Regions from separate parts of the Xenopus laevis genome. Here region 1 is linked to region 2. The links are chromatin contacts, called in public Hi-C maps. All regions are on one chromosome and are shown on one strand. The core of a region is the stretch at or near the end of the contact, and the rest is flanking DNA. Distances in the headings are between cores, read along the strand shown.

Region 1 (7,518 bases), core at 109-2,608, 180 kb after region 2:
TTTTCAATAGTTGCCCAAACTTTGCATTAGCGCAGACGATTTTGTGCTGTAGCCTATGGGGAAAAAACAATGAGGCAGTTCGGGGAGATAGTCGCGCAAAAGACGTGGCGATAAGTTGCCAAGCGACAAAATCTCCTCGTCTGGCTTTACCCTTAAGGCAAAAGCTTGTGGTGGTTAAACTTTGCATTAGGTGAGTCCCACATAAGGGGCATAATTATAAAGCTGTAATGTTTTACTCATCATTTCTCACCTAGTTTTTCATTTGCATTCATCAAAACGAATACATAAAAAGATTACTTGGCCAAAACCACATAGCATAAAACTGACAATGTAAACTGCATTTTAAAACAGCTTTATAAATATGCTCCCTATTGTTGTTCACAAACCAGTACTAAAAAGGCAAAATGTCAAAATGTTAACTTTGTTAACTTTATTTAAAGCTATCCTTAGAAGAATGTGTTTGCATGTGAGTTATTGCTTTGGGTATGTGTACCATTCAACAGTTAATGAGAGCACTTAGCACTGCCTGTGCATGTTGCGGAGGTAAACATATATAGTTTGTGCAGCCTCAAAGTTTTAGATGGAAATTAAATCACCTCCATTCTACTAAAACTAGGGTACTACCCACTCATCGTCATTCTGCAAATTAACAGCTGGATGGAACATCCCCAGAATATTTTTTTCTTGGAAGAGACTCCAGTGGTGGGACTGGGTGCACAGTATAGGAAAAGATGGTGTCAGACCAATTATATGTAAATGATGTCCAACCTACCTTGAGATGAAGTTAAACTAGAACTTCCAAATCTCAAGATAGTAACTGTAGAGTTCCTAGCAGCCACAACTGGAACTGAAATGCTATGTGTATTTCCCTGGGCATGTACAGGTTCCTAAATACACTTACTGACTCATGCGTGGACATTGTGGCTAGCAAACGGAAAACCCCATTTGCTGTGGTGGGCAAGGAGCCTGGCATCCCTGGCCATTTTCTGATGGTGGGCCACTGCTCTCTGTGGCCACATTACTTTCTCTCTTGTATGAGAACATTCTGGAGGGAGAAGATATCTGCTTGGATCCGACTGACGCAGGCCTGGGCTTCATCTCTCTGTCCTCTTCTTTGAAAGTAGAGGCTGGGTAGCTTTGTTTCCAAATGCTGATGGTATCCTCCAGCTGGCAGTGCATCTTCTGTGGAAGAACTGTATAGTTCCTCCTCCACCTCGTTGGTTACTGACAAAGACACTGAATTGACAATAACATAGCTGTGTTGTGGGGGCATGCGCCGCAGACGAATACCCAGAGCAAGCAGGCAAGGGCAGTTCTGCTAGGAAAGAAGCACACAGACATTTTGGGGAGGCTGCCATAGGGTGCTGGAATCTACATTTCGTTAGCTGAAGAGAAGCCCAGACAATGCTAATCGATTCTCAGTGCTTCGATCGCCCTCTTGTGATACAAAGGGACATTGCAGCTATAGTTTATCTGCCTAAATGTGTGGTTTGGTCACTATTTCATTCCCCGAATATTCATTGGCCCACCTTTGCTAAACAAAATTACATTGGTAATATACGTGTAGACCTGTTTTACCAATAGTTATTGAAACTGTCTATAAATGAATGCCTCATGGGGCCCCTATACCTCCTGGGACCCCAGCAGCCGCAGGGTCTGCTTCTTCTGTAGTTACACCCCTGGTGGGATGGAACAATTAGTAAGGGAAATATTTTGCTTTTATTCGTTCACTGACAAGAGCATGCGCATTCAGCATCTCCTGACAGGTGTACGGGTCAATCATTCAGAAGCACAGGTGCATCTGCTACTCTATTAGTGTGCCCTCCTCCAACAGTAGAATAGACTATTGCACTTAAGGGTACAGCATCCATTGTAGTTAAGCCAGATCCTTACAGAGCAAAAACAGATGCCCACAGCAAGATAACATTTATTGCACCTCTAGGAGGGTTGCCACTGTTCATGTTATTATAAGGCCAAAAATTTAAAGGGGAACTCCACACAAACATAACTTAAGCTTTTAAGTAAACATAATTTCAAACAACTTTGCAATATACATCATTTTAAAAATATGCAGACCTTTCATGATTTTCAATGGTTTGGAATAGTTCCCGAAGCCTAGCCCCGTGCTCTCCAGCTGATCTGTCTGACTACTTTGCTGAGCTGGCTGACTACTGTTACTTTGTATCAAAAGCATCGTCCAGACCCCACAATTGCCTACACATGCGATTTCAATAAGGAATGGAACATCACAGTGCAATGCATTGTGGGTTATGTAGTTCCTGTATGTTGTCTGTAAACTGTGGAAAAGTTGTTACAATTTGTAACATTGTGACAGTGTTTTAATCCCTCCTTCCCTGCCGGGATTTCAAATGATGCAGAAAGAGAAGAACTGTTAAAAGGCTGGATTGCAGCATAGAAAATGACATTTATTTGAAAAAACAGGTAACTGTGATGGTATATTAGGGGTTTCTGTGTTATGTGGGCCTCTTTATCAAATTTGGGTTTGGAAGCCGGAGTTCCCCTTTAATATAGGAAGGTAGTAGCATACAGCAGGGCAGCATACAGCCTTTTTTAAACATGAGTTCAGGGAAGGAGACTTGTGCTGAACATACCTTTAGCCTATATTCATAAAAATATTTATATTTTTTATATTTTATTATGTTTTGGATATATTATTATATGTTATATTTTTGCACTAAACTAAATAATGCAACCACTTTCACTTCACATATAACACTATGGGGCAGATTTATCAAGAGTCGAATTTCGAAGTAGAAAAAGCTTCGAAATTCGACCATCGAATTAGAATACTTCGACTTCGAATATCAAAGTCGAAGTTTTTTAACATCGAATTTGGCCATTTGTGGTCAAAGTAATCAAACGATTCTTACGATTCGAAGGATTTCAGCAATCGAACGAACGATTTTACTTCGCCTTAAACTTAGAAAAATGCTCTAGAAGGTCCCCTTAGGCTAACATAGCATTTCAGCAGGTTTAATTTGGCGAAGTATTGGAGTCGAAGTTTTTTTAAAGAGACGGTACTTCAATTATCAAATGGTCGAATATTCGAATGATTTTACTTTGAAACAAATTCGAAGTCGAAGTTGTAGTATCCTATTCGATGCTCGAAGTATCCAAAAAATTACTTCGAATTTCGAACTTTTTTACTTCGAAAATTCCCTCGAATTCACTTTGACCCTTGATAAATCTGCCCCTATATGTTAGAAAATAAACAGCTTCCTGGTTCTGCTGATCAGAGGAGCAGATGCTACATGTATCTGCTACACTGCGGATCATATTCTGTTCTGTGGGTATGGAAATTTACTGGCATATTGGTGCTTCAAATTGGTGCCTAAATGGTGTTAATAAGCCGATACCATCTGGTAAACTCCGTGTGGGTTTACTGAAGTGTGTATTCCATTTAATCTATATAGCTACATTTAGAGTGTATTATGCCAGTATTAACTACTTTTTTTTAAAAATGCCCTAAAAACAGAGTTGGCTAATAAATAAAAATACCATATGCAACACCCCTAATGATGGCACAACTGACTTAGTGCTAATTAGGAGTGCATTTGCCCACAGAAAGAGGTAACTGCCAAAAATTGTGATACAATAATATATAGTAGTAGTAACAGGGGAGATTGTGGCCCCCTCAGATGTGTAAGTCCTTCATGTTCATCTTATATAGAAACAGTATCCACTGCTTTTTTTTTTTTTTTTTTTTTTAAACCCTGCTAAATTTTCATCACTGAACATTGCTTTGATTTCTAAAGGTTCCATTTAGTCAGTCTGTCTGCCATTGTTTTCTCAACAAGCACATGACATTCTAGAAGGAAAAACAAATCCTAGGTTCAGGAAAACTGCCATTCTGTTTTTTTTTACTATGAAATCTGAATTTTTATTCTTATACCCAGAGGATGGAAAAACTCTGAATCTGAAATCCGGCATCTCAGACCTGAAAGGTTGTATATAAGTCAATGGAGGAAGTCCTGAAGATATCCTGATCTGTGCTGGGTTTCATGCAATAATCTGAAGATTTTGTGGTTTTCGGGCAAAAATCCCCAAAAAAATTTGAATTTTCGGGTGGAAAATCCGAAAAATTTGTACTATTCGAATTTTCATACCATTTGCACTATTTTTTCGAGTTTTTCCTGCACAGGAAATTTTCGGGAACATGTTTTGATAAATAAGGACAAATAACCCATGTGGATTTGGTCGGAGTAGAGTTTGTACTTGATCCTAACTAAGCTAATTAAGCAAACAAAATTCACACGGCCATTTTAGTAATTTGGACCCTAGCAACCAGATTGCGGAAATTGCAAACTGGAGAGCTGCTGAATAAAAAAGTTAAACAACTCAGAAACCACACATGATAAAAAGTTAAACAACAAATAATAAAAAATTAAAACCAATTGCAAAGGGTCTCAGAATGTCACTCTCTAAATCATAGTAAAAGTTAACTCAAAGGTGAACAAACCCTTTAAGTTATAATGATTCACATAACAAAAATATCCCTTATCCGGAAAACCTTAGATCTCAAGCATTTTGAATCTAGATTTTATACCTGTATTTATACATATTTATGTATATTTTTTTCCAAATTAAGTCCATTTAATATTCATGAATAGTTTTTATATGACTGCTTACCAAGTAGTGCCCTGTAGTTTATATTATTTTCTCCATTTTTCTAGCTGCTGAGGGCACCCAGGGTACTGACACCAATTGCACATGGCCAGTGCTGAATACATTTCAGTGAGATGCTTGGTGATGAAGGCTACCTGTTAGGGATATGTTATCTTGAGATCATTTAGAACCTGCAGAAGGGTAGCACATTCAGTTGAAGAGGTAGAGGGGGCTAAACATTTTTCCTGTATGAAAGAAGAGAAAAGTTTTACGGCTCCTTCTGACAGAAGCAGAACCAAGAACATGATGATACACTATATTCTCTCCATGGCCAGGCACAGGCACCTGCTCCTTTCTATAAATTGCTTCTCGGAAAAATGTGTGCAATCTGTTCTTTCATCCCAGCATACATCACACTTATTTAAGATTCAATAACCAGAGCTAGTTATTCATAGGCGACAGAGAGTGCATACCCAGCATGCACTGAAACACTCGAGTCAAGCTTTCCATTACAGAAGCCAAATTTAGTAACAATGAAACCACAGATTGTAAAAAAAAATCTGCATCAATAAAAAATCAAGTGGTTTATTACATGGGAAGTGTATTCCTTTGGAGCTTTCTAAATTATTTATAACTCCAATCAAGGCGTAAGCCTTTTTTCATTATTTTGATTCCTGCACTTGTGGTTCTCCATATATTATCTAACTAGCCAAAGCACTTATTCTAGGTGTAGATATCTTTATTACACTTACATTTTTAGCATAGTTTTATTCAATTACCTTTATACATCCTGCTGCGGGTATTGTGTGTGTTGTGGGTAGGCAAAGCAATAGGAATATAGGCTGAATGATCAGCTGGTCATGGATGGCAAGACTTTACCGATAGATAGATAGATAGATAACTTCATTTTTAGCTTTACACTGATGTCACTTTCAGTTTTATGAAGGTATGGGGTAGCTGGAATTTGGGTTGCAGCTATGTGAATGGATGTATCAAAAGGTCTCTTTGTTTAGTTTTTTTCTAATCTGGGTTCATTCAATTGAGGTGCTTAGTACCTAGAAATTGTTTGCCTTTGAGTTAACTTTTAGTATGATGTAGAGCAGGGGTCCCCAAACTTTTTTTTTTACCTGTGAACCACATTCAAATGTAAAAAAGAGCAACATAAACATGCTACTATTTCCTGGAGGTGCAAAATATAGGCTGTGATTGGTTACAGATATCCCCTATGTGGACTTGAAGCCTACAGGAGACTCTGTTTGGCAGTACACATTTTATGCAATTAAAGCTTGCCCTTAAGTCAAGAATTCAAAAAGAAGCACCAGCTTTGGGGTCACTGGGAGCAACATCCAAGGAGAAAAACATGTTGCTCACGAGCCACTGGTTGGGGATCACTGATGTAGAGGGTGATATTCTGAGCCAATTTGCAATTGGTTTTCATTTTTTATTATTTGTGGTTTTTAGTTATTTAGCTCTTTCTTCAGCAGCTTTAAGAGTTTGCACTTTATTAGCAGTCTGGTTGCTAAGTTCCAAATGACCCCCAACAACCATTCATTGATTTGAATAAGAGACAGGAATATGAATATGGAAGGGTCTGACTAAAAACATCAGTAATAAAAAGTAGCAATAACAATAAATTCATAGCCTTAGAGATCATTAGTGTTTTAGATGTCAGTGTCAGTGACCCCCATTTGAAAGCTGGAAAGGGTCAGAAGAAGAAGGCAAATAATCACAAAAGTATGAAAAATATATATAATGAAGACCAGCTGAGAAGTTGCTTAGAATTAGCTTCTTTAACATACCAAAAGTTAACTTAAAGGGAACCGCCCTTTTAATCGAATATCCCTATAACACTAACTAGTGTAAACACGCAAGCTATGGCCAGTGTCAGAAGCCATTGTGGCACACCAAGGAATTTTAAGGCTTGAGTAATCTACAGACCTATTTATATAAAGTCAACTCTCAAATTAGTATATTGGATCATCAACACACATATGTTCATAGGGCTTGTGATTATTCTCAAGGTGAAAAGCAATTTGTGTGCCAAACTCCTTGCAAAGACCAGCTTGCTTTATGTTCTTATAGCTCATTAATCATGAGCAATTGGTTCATGCACAATGTTCTGTTTGTATTTTCACTATTAGAGCAAAGACAGGTGTAGCGATTTGTAACGACGAGACGCGGTGACTTTTGAAACAAATTGCGGCAGCTGATTATCCTAATGCAATCAGCCCACAATTTGTCATGGTCTACGGCTGCTATGTCGCCACTATCAGTCACTGGGATCGTGGGTTTTCAAAAAGTCACAGAGACTCGCCGCGATGGATCGCTACATGTGTCATTGCCCTAACCTAAAGGCAGTTCATTATTTCCTCTTTTCAATTAAGACAAGGTGGTAAGGTAATGGGCAAGAAAGCCTTGGATAAATATGATTTAAGTAATTCTATGACACAAGGCCACTTTGACATTTCCTGGTGCCAACAGCCCTATGCCACTTAAGTCAAAGATCCCTATGCAATCCATGACTTACCTTCCTTATCCATCTGCAATCACACTTTACATGTAAAATTCGGCTGTATCATAAGAGAATGTAAGGTAAGCAAGATCTACTCATTATTCTACTCATATGTGGCTGCTGGCTATTCAAAACAATAAAAGGTGAATGTACAATTATTCTTACCTCCAGGTTGAGAAAGAAAGTCCTGTCACAGACCACATTGAGCTGTTTGTGCAGTCTATGACCAATGGTATTTCACTGATTTAGATGCTGATCTGATCGCTGGACAGAGGGCCATTTTCATACAGTATCTGATTGACCCACCATATGGGAAGATTTTTTGACCTGGACAGGTAATGTTGCTTACCTCAGGCTGTCCAACCTTCATTATTAACTCT
Region 2 (7,378 bases), core at 2,137-4,636:
TAATCTGAGCCCAGAGCTACTGTATGAGAGAGCAGGGAGAGACTCAGGCAGGACGTGATGTCACACAAAGCTAATACTGCAGCTGATATCCTAAACAAACAGAGAGCTTCTAGAGCTTTTTACTCAGGTATGGTAAAACATTCTACAGAATAAATATAGCATTCTAGCTTGCACTATTGCAGCTAATCTATTGGCAATAAAATGCCTCCGTAGCTTTTCTTCTCCTTTAAAGGGATTTTATTTTGCTATTATTGAATTGGTTTCCCCTCGCTTTTATAAGGATGTCAGTGTGGCTATACATGAACCAATAAGGTACAAACTCCTACTAAATGACACATGGGTTAAATAGATGGAAAGAGTATACAAGGGGCCTGACACAAAATGGCCATGTTTCTATTGTGCTTTAGCAAAGAGCATGAATGATGTTCTGGCCAGCAGTGCACTAGCACTACCTGACTACTGAACCTCCGATATCCATAGTACATTGCTCAGGATCCACCATCATACAGTGACAATAATTGTACAATTGCATGGAGCCATGACTAGGTTGGATTGGGCACATGATCTGCTAAGACCAACACTTTTTTTTATCTTGGGGTCCCATTCTAATTAGAGGATTTGAGTAGACAGTAGTCTAATAACCTGGTTCCACTGGTGAGGGGGGGGGGGACATGCCAATCAAGTAATATTAGGCCCCATGATTTCTGAGAGCATATTTACTTATAGCTGGATACAAGCCTGAATCACTCCTCCCTTATGGACCTAAATGTTCTTATATCTAAGTGTACATCTGCCCTAGAATGATCATACTTCCTTAAGGTTAATGCTCTGCCGAGAAGTGCCCAAACATTACCATGCATCCTGTCATTTACTCTAGCAGTGATAAGGCAGATTCATACAGAAAACACACAAACGCACATAAGGTTTGTTAATCATTTACACTGTTTATAGTTAATCACATACATGTATCATATCGAAAATTAGAACAGATCATTATTTATAATTTCAGTCAGACTGTCCAACATACCTCCTCTTACCAACGAATAGTAATCTTCTCAACCAATCATCTTTTTTTGTTGTTGTTGTTGAATGCAGTATAAATATAATAATTGCAGGCATTCAGGCTGTCAGTTCCGCTTGGCATGAAAGAAACTGAATTATAGCAACGAATTAGCACAAGTGAGCCACCTATTGACTGTAAAAGACAATAAGAGATGACAAATTCCACTAAACTTTACCAACACCTATAAAAGTCTTCACATGTGTAACAGGAATAAAGCTAGATGATACCTCCATTTGAAGCTTGTGTTGCAGGAATAATGAATAAGCAGAGTATCAGAAATACACCCACGTTTTCCAGAACATGATTTCAAGGCATTGCATTGTGTACAGTAGTACTGCAGTTCAAATGACTCAGCTCAGGGACAAGCAAACCTCCACATTTTAGATGATCCATAACCCCAGGCATTCCACACCCTTTTAAGTTGATGGGAATGACTGAAGTAATAATAGTTGCAGCGTGCCACAGCATGCCTTGCCATAGCCTTAAATTCATTGTCTCCAACATGACCCAGGCACGTAAGGTGGCCATGCAGGTTCTGATTTTTGCTAGCAATTTAGCTCCTTCATAACTCTGATAGGCATATTTGACTGATATTTGGCTGAAATAATCTGACAGATCTTAATCGGACAGATTTAAAAATCTCATCAGGGCAATGGTTGCATCAGCTCATGATGAGGTCCTTTACCCGACTGCCTGTATCCCCGTTGTTGTGATCCTTAAGGTGGGCAAATCTAGGAAAGATTAATTTGGCAAGCTCATCAAACAAGCTGATCTATCTCTGATTTGCCCACATTTCAATGTGGCCTTTGTAAGTACCTTCAATACGGCAAGCAAACATATTGGGCAGATCATACGTAAACATTGGCATATATTGCAGTCATGCCTACCAGATGTGCCCAGTTTTCAGTCGCCACCAATGTTAGCATACAAGAGAGCAAAAAATCTTATAGATAGACTCATAAGAGCAGATGTGGGAAGTAATAAACTACCAAATACTCGCTTTTTGCAAAAACCAAAGTTCGAGACATTCCCATGTCTGAATTGCACACAGTGCAACTCAGTCATTAAAGGGGACACATTTTGTCACCCGCACTCGGGCAAAAAATACGCTATCAGACAATATTATACCTGTGAATCTACTTTTGTCGTTTACCTACTCAAATGTCCATGTGGTCTTTTATATGTGGGGGAAACGACCCAAAAGATTAAGGATAGAATATCGAAACATAAATCCACTATCCGTAAGGGATTAACGACATTACCGGTGCCTGCTCATTTTCAGCAAGCAAAACATTCAATTAGTCAGCTAAAATTTCAAATAATTGAACCACCCAGGAGAGGGGGAGACAGAATGATGTTGCTGCACAAGCTGGAGATGCAGTGGATTCACAGGCTTGACACAGTTTGGCCGGTTTGTATAGAGATTATACTCCTGCTTTGTTTATCAATCAGTAGGACAGTAGACTTTTGATGTTGCAGTTATTACTCCTTGAAGACTAACAATTTTTTCTTTAAAGGGTAGTAAAAATGGTTTGGGATTTGGATAATTCTCAGTGCAGTCATTACCTTCTGCATAAGAAACCATGGAATAGAATGTTGCAAGAAAGGTAATACAAGCGTCTCAGATCTTCCAATACTACAAATCGATTTATATAGAATTGAATGTAAAGGATTATATTAAACAAGAGACTGATTTTATTGTTTGGCTATTGCTAATACAAAAACACTGTTTGTTTTAATTAACACCAGATTGATACACTGAGAAATACAAGTTATGAATATGGGCACTGTCCAAGGAATACAACAGCTATTAACAATCTGATTAGTATGCATTATACTGTATGTATCCAATGTATGTTACATTGTAATTGATGTCCCCACCCATCACTTCCCCTGACCTTCCCCGCCCCCACTTATCACTATTTAACAGAGAGTAATGAATGTAACCACATGCTTGATAAAGACTCCTGTGAGACTCGAAACGTTGCATTTTTTTGTCTACTGATAATGAACCAATAAATCACAAAAAAGTTCACAGAAACAACGTGTCAGTGTGCTGCAGTCTGTTGGATATTGCATATGATTTGAAACCCATGGTAGAGTGGGAAATTGGCTGCTAAGCACCTGGTCCCAAAGGGAAGAGAAACGGAGGTGAGCGCTTCATTCTTGTGTGGCACACTTCAATGCAAGGTCTGCTTTACTCCATCTCAAGTAAGAAATATAATTAAAAGAGTGCTCCTTTACATTGGAAGGGTGTAAAAAATAGTTTTTAGACTTTGTATGTTGTTCCCACCCAAGGTTTTGAGGCTGTCATTCACAGGCACAATGCTTGGTAAAGAGTTACACCCATTTATAAATGCAGTGCTGGCAGAACCTGCCAGTATACTATACTTGGAGCACACAGGTGTCCCCTGGTGCAGGATATTAGGTGAAAGGAAGTCATGCTAAAGAATCATTGCTGGAAGTTGTCATACAGCATATTGGGCTCTGAGCATTCTGACTATAGGCTCTGGTTGCAACGGATTGCTCAGCATATTCTATAAATGTGCTGTAATGCCACGGGGTACAGAAAATATCAGTGTGGCCCTTTTACATACCTGTGCTTCTACTAAAAAATCTCCAGTTTGTGTATAATGTATAATCCTTTGAAATAGAAAACATGTAAATGGAGCAGTGGCAAAATAACAAAATAGTGCTGCATCAACAGGAAACCTAGAGGAGTGCTTACACTAGAATATCCAATTTCATATGCTTTAACCCCCATGAGAGCAAATTATTTAAAAACATGAATAATTTACAGTGTGAGGGGGTCTTTGTTAATTTCACATCCTCCACTGCATAACAGAGGGAAATAACATGCCATTATCTTGTGCATGAAAGCAGGAGAGCAGTCACCAATTGAGATTATCAAATTCAATATATAATAAATCTGCCACTAAATACATGCATTAATCTTGTGCTGCTGATATACTGTATGCAACACTTTGTGGTGAGATCCCATATTATTTTATGCTACCATAGTCCTTTTGTTTCTCTGAGTGACCTTTCTTTATATATTACCCTCCGCATGCTTTTATTACACTGGACATTTTGCAATCCCCAAGGAATATGCAAGCAGGGGAACCCCTAGCAGCTAATGACCAATCTCAGGCTAAATATTGCCTGGTGTCACAAGGTGTTAGCTGAGAAGGAAAGAGTGAGAGAACGTAACAGATTCTGTAAGCTCAGCATAATGCATGAAATAGTCTTCTATAAATTAAAACGTTCAGACCTATTTACAGGTAAAAACATAAATGTGTAGTGTGATTGTAGTTGTTTTAAAGGCTTGTGCCAATAGATTTGGATAAGCTAATACTGTACTTGTGTTTTATTCTAAGACCCGTGACTAAAATACATATACAGTTTATATTCAAACGATAACCTTTAATGTAAAAACACAATTTCCAGAGCAAGAAAGCTATGTAATGAACTGTCCCTCAGCACTGCAGGAAATTCTGCTTCTTGAAAGTCTGTTTATTGCACTGGGGTTTTAATTATTTTTCCACCTGGTTACTTTCCATCTCAACTGTCCACTCATGCTGGGAAAATAGCACAGATACACACTTCTAAACAAAACAATCTTGGCTTCTGTCTGACAGGCCCATGCTGCTATATTACTGCAGCAGAACAAAGCAGACACTCATTGATCTGTACGCTCCACTCTAACTACCTCTCTGACAAACACAAGGACATCAATAGACAGACCTTTTTTAACCAAAGGTTAACAATTACATATTTAGCATACTATTTACATTTATAATGCAGTGATATGACACATCATGAAAGCAATCCTTGATGTTTGCCAAGGGAATGCCCTACACAGCTAATGGACCCCTAAGGAAGTAAGAATTTTCCAGTTAGTACTGCTCAAGATTGGTGGTTTCTTCAATAAGCTCGGGCATCAAAGATTTTTGTTTAATTTACACTTGTGCATTTGTGATTTGGTAATTGTGTGATTTAGTTCCAGTATTTTTGCTTAGCTTGCTTCTCTTATCACTCTTGCCCTTGTTGCTGTGCTAATTAATTCCTTTCGGGCTTAATTTTTTCACATTGCTAGATGAATACTTGGGTCTACCATAAAAATCAATAGACTTGGGAAAATTCTCTGTAATACCGCACCTCCATATTGATTTTTTTTTTGTAACATTATAACATATTGGCGACATATTTACCAGCAGAGAATTTCAGACTGGGTTCACGGACCATTTTGCATTTTATTTGTTTAATGTCAGATACATTAAGCCACAAAAATGCTAGTGATTTATTAAAACCAACTACAGCTGAGGAAACAGTTTGAATGAAATGGTGAATCACTGGCTTCAGAGTTTCAATAATTGATTACCTATCAGTCCTGGCTATATTGCCTACTTAATTATATGAGGTTGTATATGGTATTTCAGCACAGTAGACTTAGTTTAGCATATTTTCTTTTACAGACTCCTATAATACAATGCCCCCAGTGCCATATGGGTACAACATAAGAGAACACCATTAATAATCCGTAAATCCAGTCCTACCCATGGTTGGTAGACTTTATTAAACAGCTTCTTAAAGAGATGCCAATGTACAGCACTGGTAATCTGCTACACAAAATAAAAATGAACACTCCTCCAGAGAAACATCTCACACACAGTATTTCCTCTCCAGAGGCCTCCAGTGTCCGTGTCATCTGGAAAGTGTACTTATAGAGTGCCATAAGCCATTGAGGGGGTCTACTATCCCAAAACCACTGCTCTCTTTTTTCAGTCTTATCCAACATATAGTGCACAAGCATCTTCCAGCTGTTTCACTACTGTGTAGGTTCCCCACTAACCTTCATCTGAATGCTCCAATCCCTAACTGGTGCACAATCGTCCAGGTACTAACCCCAATCACTACCTCCTCATTGGGGCCACAGGCTGTCCTTGGTACCTATAGAACCACCTCTAACCTCTGAGGTCATCCTGGCACAACCTCCTAAACTCAACACTAACAATATTGGCTACAGGGTAATACTATTTAGATTAGTGCATGAGAAACCTCTAGTGACCAACAGAAGTAATGTACAAACTATAAAGAATGGATACTCATGCAACTAAAAGTATAAAATCACATAAATTATATCAAGTTAAAATACATCAGTCCCTACAAAAGCCTAATGCATTTCATGCTTACCCAGCACTTAGTCATAGGCAACCCTCTAAACCTCCTATACTGCCTAGTACTGTACTAGCACGGTGCTAGTCTGATCTGCCTCTCCTTGCCTTCAAATTTTATCAGGCCAAAGAGGAAGTGCTTCCTGCACTTCCTTATATAGGCTTATGAATGGAGCATCCCCTACAGGCCAACATTTAGGGCTGGTGCCACCTGCTGGCTAAAATGAATAGTGCCTATTTACATTTGAAATTGAATATATATATATATATATATATATATATATATATATATATATATATATATATATATATATATATATATATATATATGTGTACGTATGTATGTATATATATTTTTTTTTTTTTCCAAAAAGAACCAGCAACACCGGAATATTTTCAAAACAAAAAATATATATTTATTGAAGCATGTATAGCCATTGTGGACTTGAGGGACAAAAATGGTACGTTGGCTATACATGCTTCACTTATACATGCTTCACTAAATATATATTTTTTGTTTTGAAAAATCCAGGTGTTGCTGGTTCTTTTTGGAAAATATATGCAAGTCTTAACCGTGCAACTGCGTGAGGTTGGAAGCGGTGTGCCACACATTTCACTTCTATATATTTTTTTTTTTTTTTGCCTGTCCCAGGAAACCTTACCTGCTTGCCATTGGTTTTCACCCTCCTCTCATCCTCTATAGCATCAACACTCTCTGGATCAATTACATTAGGGACCAGGGCCACTATCGGGGGGGGGGTGGAAGATTTAGAGTCTAAAGGGAGGACTAGCTGTGCTGAACTTTTAAGATTACCTGGGCCCCCCTTAAGTGAATGCAACATCAGTAAAGCCACCAAAGAGGCCAAAGACCCAAAGAGCTGAAGCCGCTGACGACCCAAGTTTCCAATAGGAGACAAAGTCATGAAAGGAGCCGAATATGCCAAAGAAGCTGCTATCACAGAGAAGAATGAAGAAGATTGCACATGTCCTTAAGGTAAGTTCCACTGAAGATCAATGTTTTTTTTTTAATTTTATTTGGGACCCCTGACACTAATTTTTTTTTAATCTTCTATGGGGCCCCTGGACACAAATGTTTTTTTAACTTGGGGGGGCTGGCCACCAATGAGTTTTTTTAAGACTG

Evidence for each region. Hi-C and Micro-C count contacts between places; a contact is called where the count stands out from the background.
Region 1: a contact with region 2 is called in a Hi-C map of the XL177 cell line, with 4 times the contacts expected there. The contact joins the promoter of LOC108708954 here to the enhancer-like site in region 2. A contact is called at or near these places in 2 of 4 Hi-C or Micro-C datasets (the XL177 cell line and the XTC cell line).

Annotation. Positions count from the first base shown.
Region 1 is chr2S:101,705,765-101,713,282 of Xenopus_laevis_v10.1, forward strand. LOC108708954 (protein CREG2-like) reads right to left here and starts at 1,359. Exons shown (of 4, transcript XM_041584744.1): 1 at 934-1,359. The coding sequence starts at 1,179.
Region 2 is chr2S:101,526,600-101,533,977 of Xenopus_laevis_v10.1, forward strand. No RefSeq gene overlaps it. Among protein-coding and RNA genes, the nearest start is that of pdcl3.S, 24 kb to the right of the region's middle. Within about 2 kb of position 3,387, at least 1 of the 7 cell types and tissues checked has an H3K27ac peak or open chromatin away from gene starts, as enhancers often do.